Regions from separate parts of the Mus musculus genome. Here all the other regions are linked to region 3. Evidence: chromatin contacts called from public HiChIP or PLAC-seq data. All regions are on one chromosome and are shown on one strand. Each heading gives the region's core, a stretch centred on a gene start, on an enhancer-like site or on the middle of the called end of the contact. The rest is flanking DNA. Distances are from core to core; before and after follow the strand shown.

Region 1 (4,937 bases), core at 2,133-4,632, 940 kb after region 3:
GTCATTGGGGCAAGGGCAAGGGCAAGAGACTGACCTGCATATGGATTTGGATCCCTGCTCCAAGGCCTGTCCCTCAGTTGAACTGTACAGGTGGGGGGCCTCCTGGTATTCACTATCTGTCCCTTCTAACTGCTTATTGCCTCCTCCAAGCTGCCTACCAAGTGCTCCTTCAACCTTTGTCCTGGAAACCTCCAACAACAAGAAAGTAGAGAAAAATTCATAACAATGTCACCAGCCTTCAGCAACTGTGCACTGACTCCAGCCTTGTTGAGCTGCACCCCAACTCCCCTCCTCACCTGGAGCCCTCTCGAAATCTTGAGCTCTCCTGGTTGTGACAATTATATATTTGAGACACTTGGTAAATTACTTATACCTTGAATTCTGGCTGTAAAAGAGCCAGAGAACTCTAGAGAGAGGGAAGGAAGAAGTGGGAAAGGAAGGAAGAGGAAAGACACACACACACACACACACACACACACACACACACACACACACACACAGAGAGAGAGAGAGAGAGAGAGAGAGAGAGAGAGAGAGAAGAGACACAGAGAAGAGAGGCACAGAAAGATACACACACACACACAAAGAGAGACACAGAGACAAAGAGATACACACACACACACACACACAGAGAGAGAGAGAGAGAGAGAGAGAGAGAGAGAGAGAGAGAGAGAGAGAAAAGAGACACAGAGAAGAGAGGCACAGAAAGATACAGACACACAAACACACACACAGAAGAGAGACACAGAGACAAGGAGATACACACACACACACACACACAGAGAGAGAGAGAGAGAGAGAGAGAGAGAGAGAGAGAGAGAGAGAGCTGTCCTTTGAAAAGCTAAGCTTGTTCTTCCTTCGCCAGGGCACTTGCCATTCTCTTTATACCTCTTTAAGCCAGAAAGGATGGATTTCAGCTGACGAGCAGGATCACAGCAGTTCAGATGCCAAAGAGGATGGCTACACCACTGTAGAGTGAAATGAAACTGAAGACCAAGGGAAGAAAGCCCTGGGTGTCACCCAGGACACACCTGGCCAATTGCTCTCTGTCAGACAATTGTCTAGGGGCTCAGATAAATCAAGGGACATAAGCATGTCCAAGCTGCCATCACACTTTTGTTCATTGATGGGAGATGGTTGATAAAACCAAATTCACAGTACACGTGGCTATTCATGGCACAAGGTAAATGCTACAGTAGCGTGGTGGGCAATGAGCTGGAGATTTGTGTCCCTTGCCAAAAAGGGAGCCTAAAACGTTGACCCCCCCAAGTGGGAAAGGTTGGGTCTGACCCTGGAGCTCTTACGGAGGAGCACTGTCCTATCTAAGATGTCTGAGGGAGCTAAACCCGTTTCCACAGCATCAGCAGCCATCCGTGTTCTGCAGCAGCACAGAGGAGGCCCGCACCAGAGCCTGACCATGCTGACAGGCTGACTGTGGACTGTAGGCTTTGGAATAACCAGAAACACATCTTTGTCACTTAGGATCCAGCAGGCCTGTTGCACTTTTATAGTCTCTTCACTCTAGTGGCCATCTCCTGCTGGGCTGGGACACTCAGCACCACCCTCCCTGGCATACCCCACTCTGTCTCCCAAAGCCTTGTTATTTGGTTCTCCACATTGCTAGTGAGGTCAGGTTTCCTCAAACCTCACCTCCCAGATCCAGTGTACTCTCAGCTCCAGGGTTTGGGGGAGCCTTGAGGTTCCTCATCTTGTTCCCCAGGTAGTTTTTCCTCCTTTCCTGCTAGGTGCTCATCAATGCTCCCTCTCTGCTGCCTTTGATGGAAGCTTCTGCAAGCTTCAGTGCCAACAGAGGTGTTGTTCCTCCCCTCAGCCAGCAATGGGGTCAAAGGATCGAATCATCCATTACTGTCGTGCAAACTTTCAGTTAGCAGAAGGCCACCCTATCCTCAAGATTCAATCCATAATTAATAGCAGCATGGACCTTCTTAGACTTGACAAACCTTGAGAATTGTTCTTTAATAAGAATGAAAGTCCTGTTCTATTTCCCCACCAGGGCAGGGGCTTCCTTCCTATTGATTGATATGTTCTTGCCTACACAGAAACTCTACCGAGTCGATAAGCATGGACAAAAGCTATATCTACTCCTCCTTACTCTAAAAAAGCAAGAAATAATATGTTTCCATGTGAAAGGGGAGGGGGCTGGAGAGATGGCTTGGAGCACTTCTTGTTCTTGCAGATGACGTGGGTTTGGCTCCTGGCACCTACATGGTGGCTGTGTTTCTGGTCATTCAAAAGCTTGGACGTCCACAGTCAGAGCATTAGCATCGTCAGGCTCTGTTGGCAGCCACATCCATCCATATAACTCCAGTTGCAGGAAGTCCAGCGCCCTCTTCTGACCTCTTCCGAGGGCCCCGGCCATGCATAGGGCACATAGACACACACAAGCAAAACCACTCACACATACAAAATAAATAAATCCTTAGAAGAAATAAAAATAAAAGGTATATAAGAATAATAAAACATAAGGAGTTTAGGCAATCTACGTTTACTATTCAAGGAAAATGGATGGTGAAACATCAAAGGCAGAAAGAAAGCTCATGTTAGAGCAGATAAGAGACAGTGTTAATGAAAAACAGAAACCATCACCAGGAACAAGTGGCAGTCTTGAGAAATACTGTCAGCTTATGTCAGCTTTGCCATCAATATAGGGAGCTGTTTTAAAACCAATAAAAAGGGCTGGGAATAGAGTTCCGTGCATAGAGTTCAATCCCCAGCGCCATGTAGACCAGACCTGCCCACACCAGACAGAGGAAGGAGGATTAGAAGTTCAAGGTTACCATGGCTACAGAGGGAGTTCAAGGCTGTCTAGGGAGACAAGAGATCCTACCTCAAAATATACAGTAACAGCACAACAAAAATAAATAATAAACAAACCTGTCATCCCACAACAACAACAAAAAAGAGGAAACTATTATAAGCAAAAAAATAAAGAAGCCATTTAATAAAAACAAGTAGACATGAAGCTGAATGTGTAAGTGTGCAGGTCCATGAGCACGTGACTGCGTGCAGATAATTAAGTGAATGTGAAAAGGAGGTCACTGAGGCTCTGCAGTGAGAGTTGTCGCCCCACTAAGAGCTGGGTGAATCTGTTCTGCAGCTTTCATGGTGAGGGCAACACCTTGTTGCTTCAGTCTACACACAATAATAGACTGTGTCCTTCCCCAAACTCCAATGTTGCTGACACAAATGTCTCTGGAGTGAGGGAGGGCCTGCGAGTGGGGATGAGGTGGGCTGACTCCTGTCTCCGGAATGGGATTGAGATTCTTGTAGAAGAGGAACCACACAGCAGCGTTTAACCCTGCTGACTCACCTTTGCTATTCAAACAGCCCTCATCATCCCATGCGCCACAGTTTGTAACTTCTAAGAAGGATGTCATCAGACCCCCGGCACAGTGGCCATGGACTTCCTGGTCTGGAGAACTGTGGGAAATGGGTTTCTATTTTTAGTAAACTACCCTCGTCTGTCCTCTTCTGTTACAGCAACAGAGACTAACTGAAACTGAAAGTTTCACCAAACGACCCCGTCTTCAAACTGGACACATGAGCAGCATATGCCTCTTCAGAGATGTTGCTATCATCAAAAGTGGAAAAAGGAGAAAGAGAAGGGCCTACTCTAGGCTGGACGGGGCCAAGGAGGTATGACAATTAAGTATGTACTGCTCCTAGATCAGGTCAGGGCTGAACACCACTACAACTGGTATGTGGACGATCAATGGATTTCATGTGCTTGCACGGTATGCAGTATTAGCCTGAAGACGTTTAATTGCTTGAGTTTTGTCGCAATTTTGGGATTTAAAAAAAAAAAAAAAAAAACCCAAAAACCAAAGTTGTATTTTAGGTGTCCTACTTAAATATTTTGAGACTAAATATTTTGGCAGTTACAATTTAAGCTCAAAAATGATTGGCCAGTGAAAAGGGGAAAAAGAGGAGGGAGGGGAGGATCGGGAAGGAGAGAGTAGGCCAGTACTCAGCTGACATCACAGACGGTTAACAATGGATGAATCTTAGGTGGAGAAAGAAATGTGTGTTCCTCAGATGGTAATTCTTGCAACTTTTCTATAGATTAAAGTATTTTTAAAATTGAAAATTATTATTTTAAAATAAATAGAAGTCCAAAGAAAGACAGATAAATGGATCAACATTGTTAAATAAATGACTGATAAACATTTAAAAATGAGAATCCCAGCTTTTAGTTACTAGGGTCAGGACTAAGAATATAAAAACAAATAGTGGCTCATTATAAAGGGCTACACGGCAAGAAAAATGAGCAACAGCGAAAGCTGAGTGTGGTCATGTGTGCCTGAAGTTCCAGCTCTTCAGAAGGGTGAGGTCAAAGGATCCAGAATCAAGCTTACAGAAGCAGCTTAGTGAGACCTCAGCTTAAAAACTAAAGAAACAAAATCAAAAGCCCAGTGGATACAGTGAGTGAGAAGAAGAATATGTCAGACAAAAGAGTGTAAACTCTGACTCCACTTACCCAAGGCCACAGAGGGGCCTGAACTCAGCAGAAGCCAAGGCCTCAGATGGGCTTCCGGGCAGAAGCCAGGGCCAGAGACCGGGCTTCAATGCACTGACAATCTTGCTCTTGTCCTGAGTCTGCCCACACTGGGAATTCCCTTCATTATAGATCCTTATTATTGATATTTGTGTTTACATGTTGCACTTCAGTAAAAATAATAAGTAGACATGACTAGGAAGCTGGGAAGATGGCTTAGTCAGTAAAGTGCTTGCTGTTCAGTTCAGAGTGCTTGTTAATCCTGGCACTGGAGAGGTGGCCATGAGTGCGTTCCTAGCAATCACTAGCCAAAAGGACAGAGACCTTGTCTCAAAAACCGAGATGCACAGATCATGGGGAATAACACCTAGGGTTGACCTCTAGCTGCATGTGTGTACACACTCACAGACGCATACACATA
Region 2 (4,972 bases), core at 835-3,334, 690 kb after region 3:
CTTACCCACCCACTATCCCTCTCACCCACCCACTATCCCACAAGTGTCTCTGCAGGAAAGATCTAGATGTTTGGAAATGCATCTTATGAGTCCCTTCATCAGCACAGCTTTCTTTTTATAGCTCTACAATCAAAGCCACAGAACAAATGAGGGATGCCTGAAGTGATGGAGAAGTCTCAGGAAATGGCTATTAATTGTCTCTCTCTTCCTTTAATTACTTAGTTTTATTTTGTGTGCATTGGTGTTTTGCCTGTATGCATATGTCTGTGTAAGGGTATCAGATCTTGGAGTTACAGACAGCTGTGAGCCACTATGTGGGTGCTGGGAATTGAACCTGGGTCCTCTGGAAAAGCAATCAGTGCTCTGAACCACTGAGCCATCTCTCCAGCCCTAACAGCGTTTATTCTTGTCATCTGAGAATGTTCAATGTTTAGCAAAGAACTCTTTACAGTAAGTACATTGCCATAAAACTCAACTGTGTTTTCACAAAATATCTTAAGTCAATCATAATTCTCTGAAGAGTCTTTGTAATTGACCGCTGGCCAGGAGGTGGGTGCCCCAGAGAGAAGGATAAACATGTCAGCTGTCACCAGCATGGGGCCTGAAGCCATCATCCCCACCCCAGTGTGATTTCATTGACATCATCTTGAAATGAATGCCAAATCACATGAGACGCCAAAAAGACTGCTTTTGCCACGGTAGCTAACCCCTGGCCACCTGGAGCCTGTCATCTGATCCTGCAAAACCTACCGCCAAACCTTGGGCATACTGAACTTCAAAAGGCAGAATTTCAACGTCCTAGTCAACAGCAGTGGAAGGAGGTCCAATTGAAGTAAACCCAACATGTCTTGAATGCTTGACAGGACACTTGGCTTTGGGGCTTTTGAACTTTCTGAGCCTGGGTTGATGATCTGAAGCTGCATCAATACTCTGCTTTCTGTGAATCTATTCAGTGACCCACACTATGGCATGCACACCTCTTCCCAACATCTCTTCCCAAGGAAGAGAAGTCTTGCATGACACAAGAAATGAAAACAAAAGCGGCATATAACAGTGTAGCAATATAGCAATGTAGCAATATAGCAATGTAGCAATATAGCAATGCACCAATATATCAAAGTAACAATACACTTAACCTCTAGTGATCCTAAGGAGTGGGTACTGTGATCTCCATGCATACTGAAGACTCTAACATGAAGTGCTGTGTCTGGTCATAGCTGTGCACACCCTCCTGTGACCCTGAATCTCATCTCCATGAGATTCCCAACTACTGTATCATGGTCACTGTGAGAGATGGAGGCAGTGGTAATGATGACCCTCTGATGTCTGGGTCACTCCTGTCTAGACTTCTGAGTCCCTGGTAAGTTATGAAGGTCATTTCCCCCTCATCTTTGCCATCATTTCAGCTGGTGGCCTCCATGCATGGAGCACCTGCCAGTGACACTCACCAGCCTGGCAAAAGTTCTCCTATGACTTCAGCAAGCAGGACACGGGAGCACACTCTAAGTCATATTGATACTTTACAAATATATGTCCACCTGATTGTCACTGATTTTTTTTAAGAATAGTTAATTATTTTTCCATCATGAATGTCATAGAGAATCAATATGAAAAATCAATAATAAAAAACTAATCCCTAATAGCCCCACCGAGCAAAGCTCATCTTGGCTAAAGTTCATCGACTTTGTAGAGTTATTTTGTTGTTTTATTTTGGTGATACTATGGCTGGACTCCAGAGCCTCAAACATGCCAGGCAAGTGTTCTACTCCTCTATTATATGGGTAGAATATATTTTAGTGTGAGTTTTGGTGACTTTATTTTTGCCTGTGTTTACACTACAAGAAATGTAGAACAGTATTCAGGAGACCCACGTCTGGGGCCAGGCAGCCTGGGTATAACAGTCAATAGGCTCAGCCATTCTGACTCAGTCTCTAAACATCTGTGATGGTTATTAATTATTAATTTGACTGGATCTAGAATCATCACAGAAACAAGCCACTCCCAGTCTGCGGTCTGCATACTGGGCACTGTCTGAGGGGATCTTTGGGGCTCTGGCCTGGCCAGAATAGCCAAACAGTTGTGGCTCTCTGAGGGGACGAAGAGCCACAGCAAGGAGGGCTGCCAGGCCTTTTCTGCAGCTGCCCCAGAGTTGGCTGCTGCACCTGCCCTGGAGTCAATGACAGGCAACAGCATGCAACAGGAAAGCAGTGGGCGGGGCTGGGAGCCAGGGTTGGGCGGGGCCACTGAGCAATGGGAAGTGACTACCTTAGGCTCAGGGAGCTTCCAGCAATGAAAGTTTCAGGAGAGAATTCTCTTCCTCAACGTGTTAGGACAGTCTTTGATGAAATAACTTGTGCACTTTATTCCTTGTGGATAGGGTCTTATATTCATTTGGTGATAGGCTGAGGTCTAAAAGCAGATGCTTTCTATTGGCTTGTTCTGAGATGTTAGGGATGCCTCATCTGCATGTGGGGGGATTCGGGTGTTGCACCTATGTGACTGATTGTCACAGTCCTCTCCATGGGGTGTCGTGGTCATGTGTTGCAGGACAGGAACCTGGTAGGAGTAGATTAAACCCCTATCATTCTCAGAAGTGAGAATTATCAGGGTTTCTGAATCCACTCAACCTCACCAAGTTTTCTGTCTAGTGGCAGAGGCCACTGCCCCGCCAGCCCCTAGCCATGTTTGTGAGGGAGTCTCCAGACTGGATTAACTGAGCTGGGAATGCCTCTCCTAAATGTAGCATTGCGCTCTAGGTTTGGATTCTGAACTATGCATGAATAGGTGAGCAAGCTGAGCTGTGGGCATGCATCTCTTTGTGATTCTCTCTGCTCTTGACTATGTATGTGCCGTGACTCCCTCTTCCAAGTTCCTGCCTTGACTTCCCTGCTATGTAACCTGGAACTGTAAGCCAAATAACCTCTTTCCACCTTAAACTTGTTTTAGGCAGACTTACTTTATCATAGCAACGGAAAAGACAAGTCATCTCTCCCTCTGGCGCTGGTGATCCAATGCAGGTTGTCAGGCTTGGCCACAGGTGTCTTTTCTCCCAGAGACATCTCCCCAGCCCTCTTTGTCAGGCATCCAATTGTCATAACAAGTAATTGAAACCATTCTGAAACAATTGGCTTCTTAGTCAGTAATGTGGAGATAAAATTGTCTTAAAACTAAAACATGAATGGAATTCCCAAAGGATCAACAGTGGGATGAAAAAATACACACACACACACACACACACACACACACACACACACATATACATACACACAAACACATATACACACACATACACACACATGCACACATACACACATACATATATACACATACATACACACATATACATACACACAAATACATATACATATACATACACACATACACACACAAACACATATACATACATACACACACATATACACACATTGCATTTAACATCTAATACAGGTGTTTTTAATCCCAATGAATATAATAGATCCTATTTTTTAAAATTTACCCTTTCTGTCTTTTCTTATCATTATTACATAAGAAATTTTAAAATCATATGACATGCTGGCAGTAGTATTTTATTGAGTATAGGGGTAACACACACACACCTCTTACTCATTTAACACTAATTATGTATCTATTGTAGGCTATGCACTGAGCTAGTAGTGGAGATGTACAGACAACCAGAAAGCATCCTTGGCACAAGCACTCGGAAGATGAGAAGGCAGACAGCAGAGAGTTGGGTGCCTAGCATGGCATGTGCCCACAGCACAGTGAGGATTTGATCTAGAACATGCACCTACAGCATGTCTATGGAGGACAGGGCCAGAAGGGGGTCTGGGACAACCGTGGTTCTATTAGCAAGTCCTCTAATGCTGGACATTTAGATTATTTACATTTTCACCAAAGAGACTAGGAACATTATTGACATTGATAAGACAGGAACTTGAAGCAGCTGGTCATACAGCCAAGGAGACAAAGAAATCAAGGCATGCATGCTCACTGCTTCGCTTGTTTCTTCTATTCTTATATAGTTCAGGACCCAAGCCCAGGGAATGGTGCCCCCCAGTTTAGGCTGGATCTTCCCTCATCACTTAACATGGTCAGGGCAGTCTCCCAAAGTCATGCCCACAGGCCAACCCGCTCTAGACAATCCCTCATGGAACCTCTCTTCCAGGTGATTGTGGCATGCTGGCAGTTAAATACTTAATTAACTTTCAGAATACTTTTCTTCATGACAGGCTCACAGCAGTGAAAGTCACTGGGAGCCCGTTTTCAGAAATAGCATGTAAGTGCCTGCTTCCTTGAATTTCAGAGAGCCCTAAACAATAATTGTAAGTGTAATAAATAAATAAATAAATAAATAAATAAAAGAGCTAAGATCCGGTTCAGTATCTTATTTCGATTCATTTGGTCACAAGACACAGTGTGACCAAGTTTCTCCAGCCCCTCCCTTTGTTTCTCCTTGTTAGTAGTGACTAGCATCCTTGCCCCTGGGATTTCTGCTGTCTTTCTTTTTCCTTCCTTGTGGAATGGTAAACCATACCAGGAAGCCTGGTGGGTGGAGCAGGTCTGAGGCCCTGGAAACACCTGAGAGAGTAGGAGCCTCCCTGGTCCCTGCCAAATTCCTGGTCTGGAACACGTGCCACACTCCCCACATAAGGAAACCTGGTCATGTAGGCCCAGAACAGAGTTCTCCATGCTGATGTGGTAACTAGAGGCCCTGAGGGGTTAGCCAATAAGCTTCCCTTCCGAGACACTCCTCCTGGCAAAAGGTATTTAACCTCAGGTTCACCCTGAGAAGTTGATACTGTACACATCCATTTTCCATGACAAACAACCAATAAACAGTTTGGAACCACGGCCTGTCTCTCTCATCAAGGTCTGCCATGGGGACCATGAAGTAGGCCTTTGTCTACAGAGCCGCTGCCTAAATCTCCCGTAGAAAGTCCATCTGTGCCCCCAGACAACTGCTATCTTCGCT
Region 3 (4,825 bases), core at 285-2,784:
TTGCCTGACACTGGGGGCTCAAAACAGTGTTCTGTGCAAACACAGGCTTACAGGCAGCAAGATCATCCACTTTTCCGCCCCTTGGGTGGCTCCCAAGTAGCCGACGGATTAAAGTGCCCCTTTCAGCAAGACAGTATCAAGGTGTCCTGCCTCCCAAGAAGGGTTATAATTTGCCTCAGGATTTTAGTACAAAACGGCCAGCGTTTGTACAACGCCAGTCCGATCAGCACTGGGGCATGATACTGCCTGGGTCCCATTGGCTTCCTACATGTGCCACCTCCCCTGTATCCGCGAACTGGAGGGGGGGGGGGGTAGCCAGCCATGAAGCAACTGAATAAGCTGGCCGGAACAGCATCCCCAGCAGCAGCGCTTCTCAAAACACATCTTCAACGTCCACGAAAGACACTCAGGCCGGGCCTGATAACCTGTCAGGGATCCAGTGGCGCCATCCCAAGCAGCTGCCCCCAGGCGTCTGCTGGGCCCGGACGGGGCTTGCGGGCCGCCCCGGACGTAGCAGCACCGTGCCACTTTCTCACAGGAGAGACTCCATTGTCCATTATCAAATGAACGCTGACAACCCATCTTCCCTGGCTGACTGGCCGGCCTTGCGGGACAAGAGGCACCGCAGTGCTCTCTCCGCCGGGCAGCCGCGTGTGTACACACGCAAGCACACACGCGCGCACACACCCCGCCGCGCCAGGGGCGCCCGCTCCCCCGCGCTTTCCAGAAGCCCCGGGCGGCCTGGCCCTCACCTTCGATGGCGATGACGTGCTCCCGAATCTGGTTCTGCAGCACCGGCTCCTCCACGCGCTCCAGCAGCTCGTAGATGGAGTAGATGTTGGGGTGGACCGACTCGAAGCGCTGGATCTCGGCCCGGATGGCAGCCGAGTTGGCCAGCTGCTGCTGGTAGTTCATGGTGCAGGCGCGGCGCCCAAAGCCGCGCGCCCCCCGTCGTCGCCGCCCCGCGCCCCGGAGCCCCGCGGGCCACCGAGACCCGGGGCGCCGCAGCCCCCGGGGAGCACGGAGCCGAGGAGGCGCAAAAAAAAAAAAAAAGAAAGAAAGAAAGAAAGAAAGAAAGAAAGAAAAGAAAAGAAAAAGAAAAAGAAAAAGAAAAGAACGCTGAGGATGAAGCAGTAGAGGGGCTCAGTTCATAGCAGGGACCAGCGTCCCGGGTCAGCGGGCCGTCCGGGAAGACCGCGGCGCCATGGAGCGCGGCCGGCCGCGGAGGAGGCTCGCTCGGGCGCCTTCCCGCGCCGCAGCCGCCCGCACCCCTACACGCCGGCCGGCCGAGCAGCCATTAAAGCGCAGGCAGCACGGCGCTGCGAGCGCCGGGGCCGAGGCCCCCGGGCAGTGGCCGCTCTGCTCCGGGCGCACGGCTGCGGCTGGGTCCGCGCGCTTGTGAGTGCCGCGCTACCGCGCGGGCCGGGGCCCTCAGCTGCCCTGCGCCGTCCGCCAAGCCGGGACCGAGCTGTAGGCGCCTTGCCAGCCGCGGAGACCGCTCCGAGCGCCGCCCGCCGCTGCCCGGCCAGCCCCCTCCCTGGCACGCAGGGCTCTGGCCCACGTCGGCCCCGCCCCCGCCTGCGCTCGCCGCCCTCCGGCCGCCGCTGCGTCCTCGGCGGCGCTTCCCAGCGCGCCGGATCCCGGGGAATTGCGCCAGACCCCGCCCCGCGCTGCCTCTGGGCTTGCTGGGACTTGTAGTCCATCACGCCGGCCGGCCCGCGCGCGTGGGGTGCGCTGTGCGATCGCGTCGCAGCGCACTGGGCGGGCCCCGCGGGACGTCCGGATGCCGCTACAGCCCGCGGATCTGCGAGCTGAGAGCCCTGGTCCCTCTCGGTTATCCCTACTGCCCCGTGCCAGCCCCCGCGCCTCTGTACGGGGAAGGTGGCGCACGAGCCCGCCCGCCCGCCCGCGCTTTTGTTTGTTTGCCAGTTGAGCGCTTAAGGAACCTCTGCGACGCGCGGGGTCCCCTCCCCCCGTCTGGCAACTTTCTGCCTCCTTTCTAAACCCAGCAGGATAGTTACTTCCCTTCCCATGGGATACACGGGAGTCCAACGCTTCATCAATAAACTAAACCTGAGGCTGGGGTGGTAGGTGAGACGGAATTCCACGGGGGCTTCTAGGCTTTTCCACGAAAATGTTGCACAACTGAGTTGTAACCTCCACGCCGCAGCCCTCCGAGCGCCCGACACTAACCCCACTTTAGCCCAGTCCAGGAGCCCATGAAGCTAGACCGCACTGCAGCTGAGAGCTCATGCCAACGACTCCAAATGAATTAGATTGTTGTAGATTTCCAAGGATCCAGGACGAGTCCGAGGCCGTAAAGGTCCTGGGTCTATGCACTGTCTCACCATGCAGGGGTGTTTTATAAACAGCCCACATTCCTGATTCAAATGCCCTGGGCTTTACCTGGTTCAAATGCAAGCTAATGGGCAGCCCAGGGCCCCAGGCAGCCTAGCTCTTGGTTCTTGGAACTCTTCCGAGTTCCAGTGTTCCTCAAGCCAGTGTACTGTTCAGCCTTCCTTGTCCCTAACACAGCAGAGGCCCTGGCTTGTTCTGTGCCTTGCCTCTATCTTCGTCCTTAGCAGAAACACTAATAGAGATGCTGGCATGTGGGTTCATTCTACTGTTCGTCCCTACTCCACCTTGAAACCCCAACTCTTTGTGAAATAGTTCCAGGACTCCCCTGCTTCACATCTGGCTTCTCAATCTCTTTGGGGGTTCCTTTGTACTTCTCTAAGGTTTAAATATGGATGATGCTGGGAGTCAACCTTAGACCTGTTTTATTTGCCTCTCTTATGCCTTTGAATATCATATAGAGGTTGATGACACTAAATTTTCTGTCCCAGACCTATCCACCTGTCCCCTCCTCATCACATCCAACTTTTGGATTGAACATGACTTTTCTCCTGTTGGACATCCTGTAGTCTCAGCACTTAAGAGACTAAAACCAGAGGATTGCTGTGGACCCAAGGTGAGACTCTGCTTTAAAAATATAATAACAAAATAAAAATCAGACATCTTCCCCATACCTGTGAACCTCTTCCCACCCCAGTCCGAGGCAGTACAGACCTTTGTTCACTAATTTGAAAATGCAGTGTGTGGTCTTTTCTTCCCTTGTTCTCTTAGATCCCAGAATGTCAGCTCTGCCTTTGGACGGAGCCAGAATCTTCTCGCTTTCTGTCATCCTGCTGAGGCTTCATTATGTAGTCTCGGATTAGTGAATGAGACCTAACCTAGGCATCTTCCCTTTTCCTGTTTCCTCATTGACCAGTCTCAAGAAAGTAGTTCTAGTGAGCCTCTAGGCCATGGCTCTCCTCTGGTCACAGCTCTCCCTCCAACGCCACCCATCCTCCCTGGCTCCCCCAGCCCTCCTGGCTTGCATGCATACCACAAGCTGGGTAGAGTCTCCATTTCCACAGCTTGTGTTTGTTTTTATTTTGAGATTTACATATCTCTGGCTACTCTCAAACTTGCTGTTTAGCCAAGGTTGACCTTGAATTCTGATCTTCTTTCCTCATCTGAGCTGCATCTCCAGTGTGCATTATCCTACTAAGCTTGTCAATTGGTCTACCACAATCCCAAGGGACTGATTAGAAGACACAAGACTCCATTATTCATAGCAACAACAGTGGACAGAGTAGTGGTGGTTTTATATGCCCATGAACTGACTTCCAAGTCACACAGGGTTGTATCAGGGGCCAGGTGACACAGGGTGGCTCTGTATGAGCAAAACCCTGGCCATAAGAGTCCATGTCCTTCAGAGAAGAGCAGAGACGACCCATGTCAGAAGAGACGGAACTCTGGGCTTCAGGACCGACCCTCTTCTCAGGAGCACTAGCCACTATGTCAGAGCACCAGAGACCACACAGCTCAAACAGCAGAAGTGTAAGATCCAGGTGTCAGCGAGGTTGGCTTCTCCTGTGGGCCCCTCCCCAATTCGGAGACAAGCGTTTTACCCCTGCGTCCTTGCCCAGTGTCCTCTACGTCTACACTCTAATCTCTTCATTGAATGACATCAGTCCTGTTGGATCAGGGCCAGCCCTGTTGACCTCATCGTCACTTGGATGCCTCTTTAGAGAGTCAATCTCTTAATGTGTCCCGTTTGAGGGTCATGGAACTTAGAGGTTCATGGGTGTCCAAGGGACACAATTCACCCTCTCACTAGACCACCTCTGCTTCCACTCTGTCCTATCCTCTCCAGGCACCCTGACCTCCTTGATGTGCTCTGAGAACACCTGGTGACAGGAGCATCTTCCCCCAAAACCTTCACCAGCCTCATCGTTTCCTGTATGTATTCACTGTAAAACCACCCTCTCAGGAGACCTTCCCTGATACCCTGTGCAAAGTGGCATCCCAGTTCACCAATACTAGTGCCTCACCTCCTTGTGGGTAAAAAGAGCACTAGTTTCTAAGGATGTCTCAGCTGTCTTATAAGTTCTAGAAGGGACAGAGCTCTGTCAACATGCTTTTGACTTCTGACCTTTAGAACCGTGGGATCATCGCCTTGGACTATTGTTTTATAGTTGTAAAGGGTACCAGTACACTGGCTCAATTTTCTTCTTTCCACATATCCCACCTAACTCACAACTCTTTACTTGCTTAACTCGGGTGTAAGGTTCCTGAAGGCTACAATTCCATCTGTTTTATCTGCCATCCCATCCTCAGGCCCTGGAGCAGTGCCCAATAGAGAGTAGGTGTCCAAGAAATGGTTTCCCCATTAAATTTCATTGGTCATGAAGACAGGCTTCTTCAGTGCTGCTGTCAGGGTCCACTCATCATGTCCAGCACATAGTAGGTGCTGGATAAAGCTCTCTTATCAACACTA

The links. HiChIP or PLAC-seq counts read pairs in DNA pulled down with a chosen protein or histone mark.
Region 1: an H3K27ac HiChIP or PLAC-seq map of extraembryonic endoderm stem cells shows a contact between it and region 3, with 9 times the contacts expected there. The contact joins the promoter of Glrp1 here to the promoter of Agap1 in region 3. A contact is called at or near these places in 3 of 115 datasets of contacts at active chromatin or transcription factors (embryonic stem cells, extraembryonic endoderm stem cells and pancreatic cancer cells).
Region 2: an HNF4G HiChIP or PLAC-seq map of pancreatic cancer cells shows a contact between it and region 3. The contact joins the enhancer-like site here to the promoter of Agap1 in region 3. A contact is called at or near these places in 1 of 39 promoter capture datasets (cranial neural crest), 1 of 484 Hi-C or Micro-C datasets (embryonic stem cells) and 6 of 115 datasets of contacts at active chromatin or transcription factors (embryonic forebrain, embryonic stem cells, pancreatic cancer cells and 1 more).

What each region holds. Positions count from the first base shown.
Region 1 is chr1:88,508,511-88,513,447 of GRCm38.p6, reverse strand. It overlaps Glrp1 (glutamine repeat protein 1), which reads left to right and starts at 3,382. Exons shown (of 3, transcript NM_008132.2): 1 at 3,382-3,657. The coding sequence starts at 3,562.
Region 2 is chr1:88,761,138-88,766,109 of GRCm38.p6, reverse strand. No RefSeq gene overlaps it. Among named protein-coding and RNA genes, the nearest start is that of Platr5, 8.7 kb to the right of the region's middle. Within about 2 kb of position 2,084, at least 19 of the 459 cell types and tissues checked have an H3K27ac peak or open chromatin away from gene starts, as enhancers often do. A contact at or near this core is called in pancreatic cancer cells, where this site is marked.
Region 3 is chr1:89,451,520-89,456,344 of GRCm38.p6, reverse strand. It overlaps Agap1 (ArfGAP with GTPase domain, ankyrin repeat and PH domain 1), which reads right to left and starts at 1,534. Exons shown (of 18, transcript NM_178119.3): 1 at 753-1,534. The coding sequence starts at 915.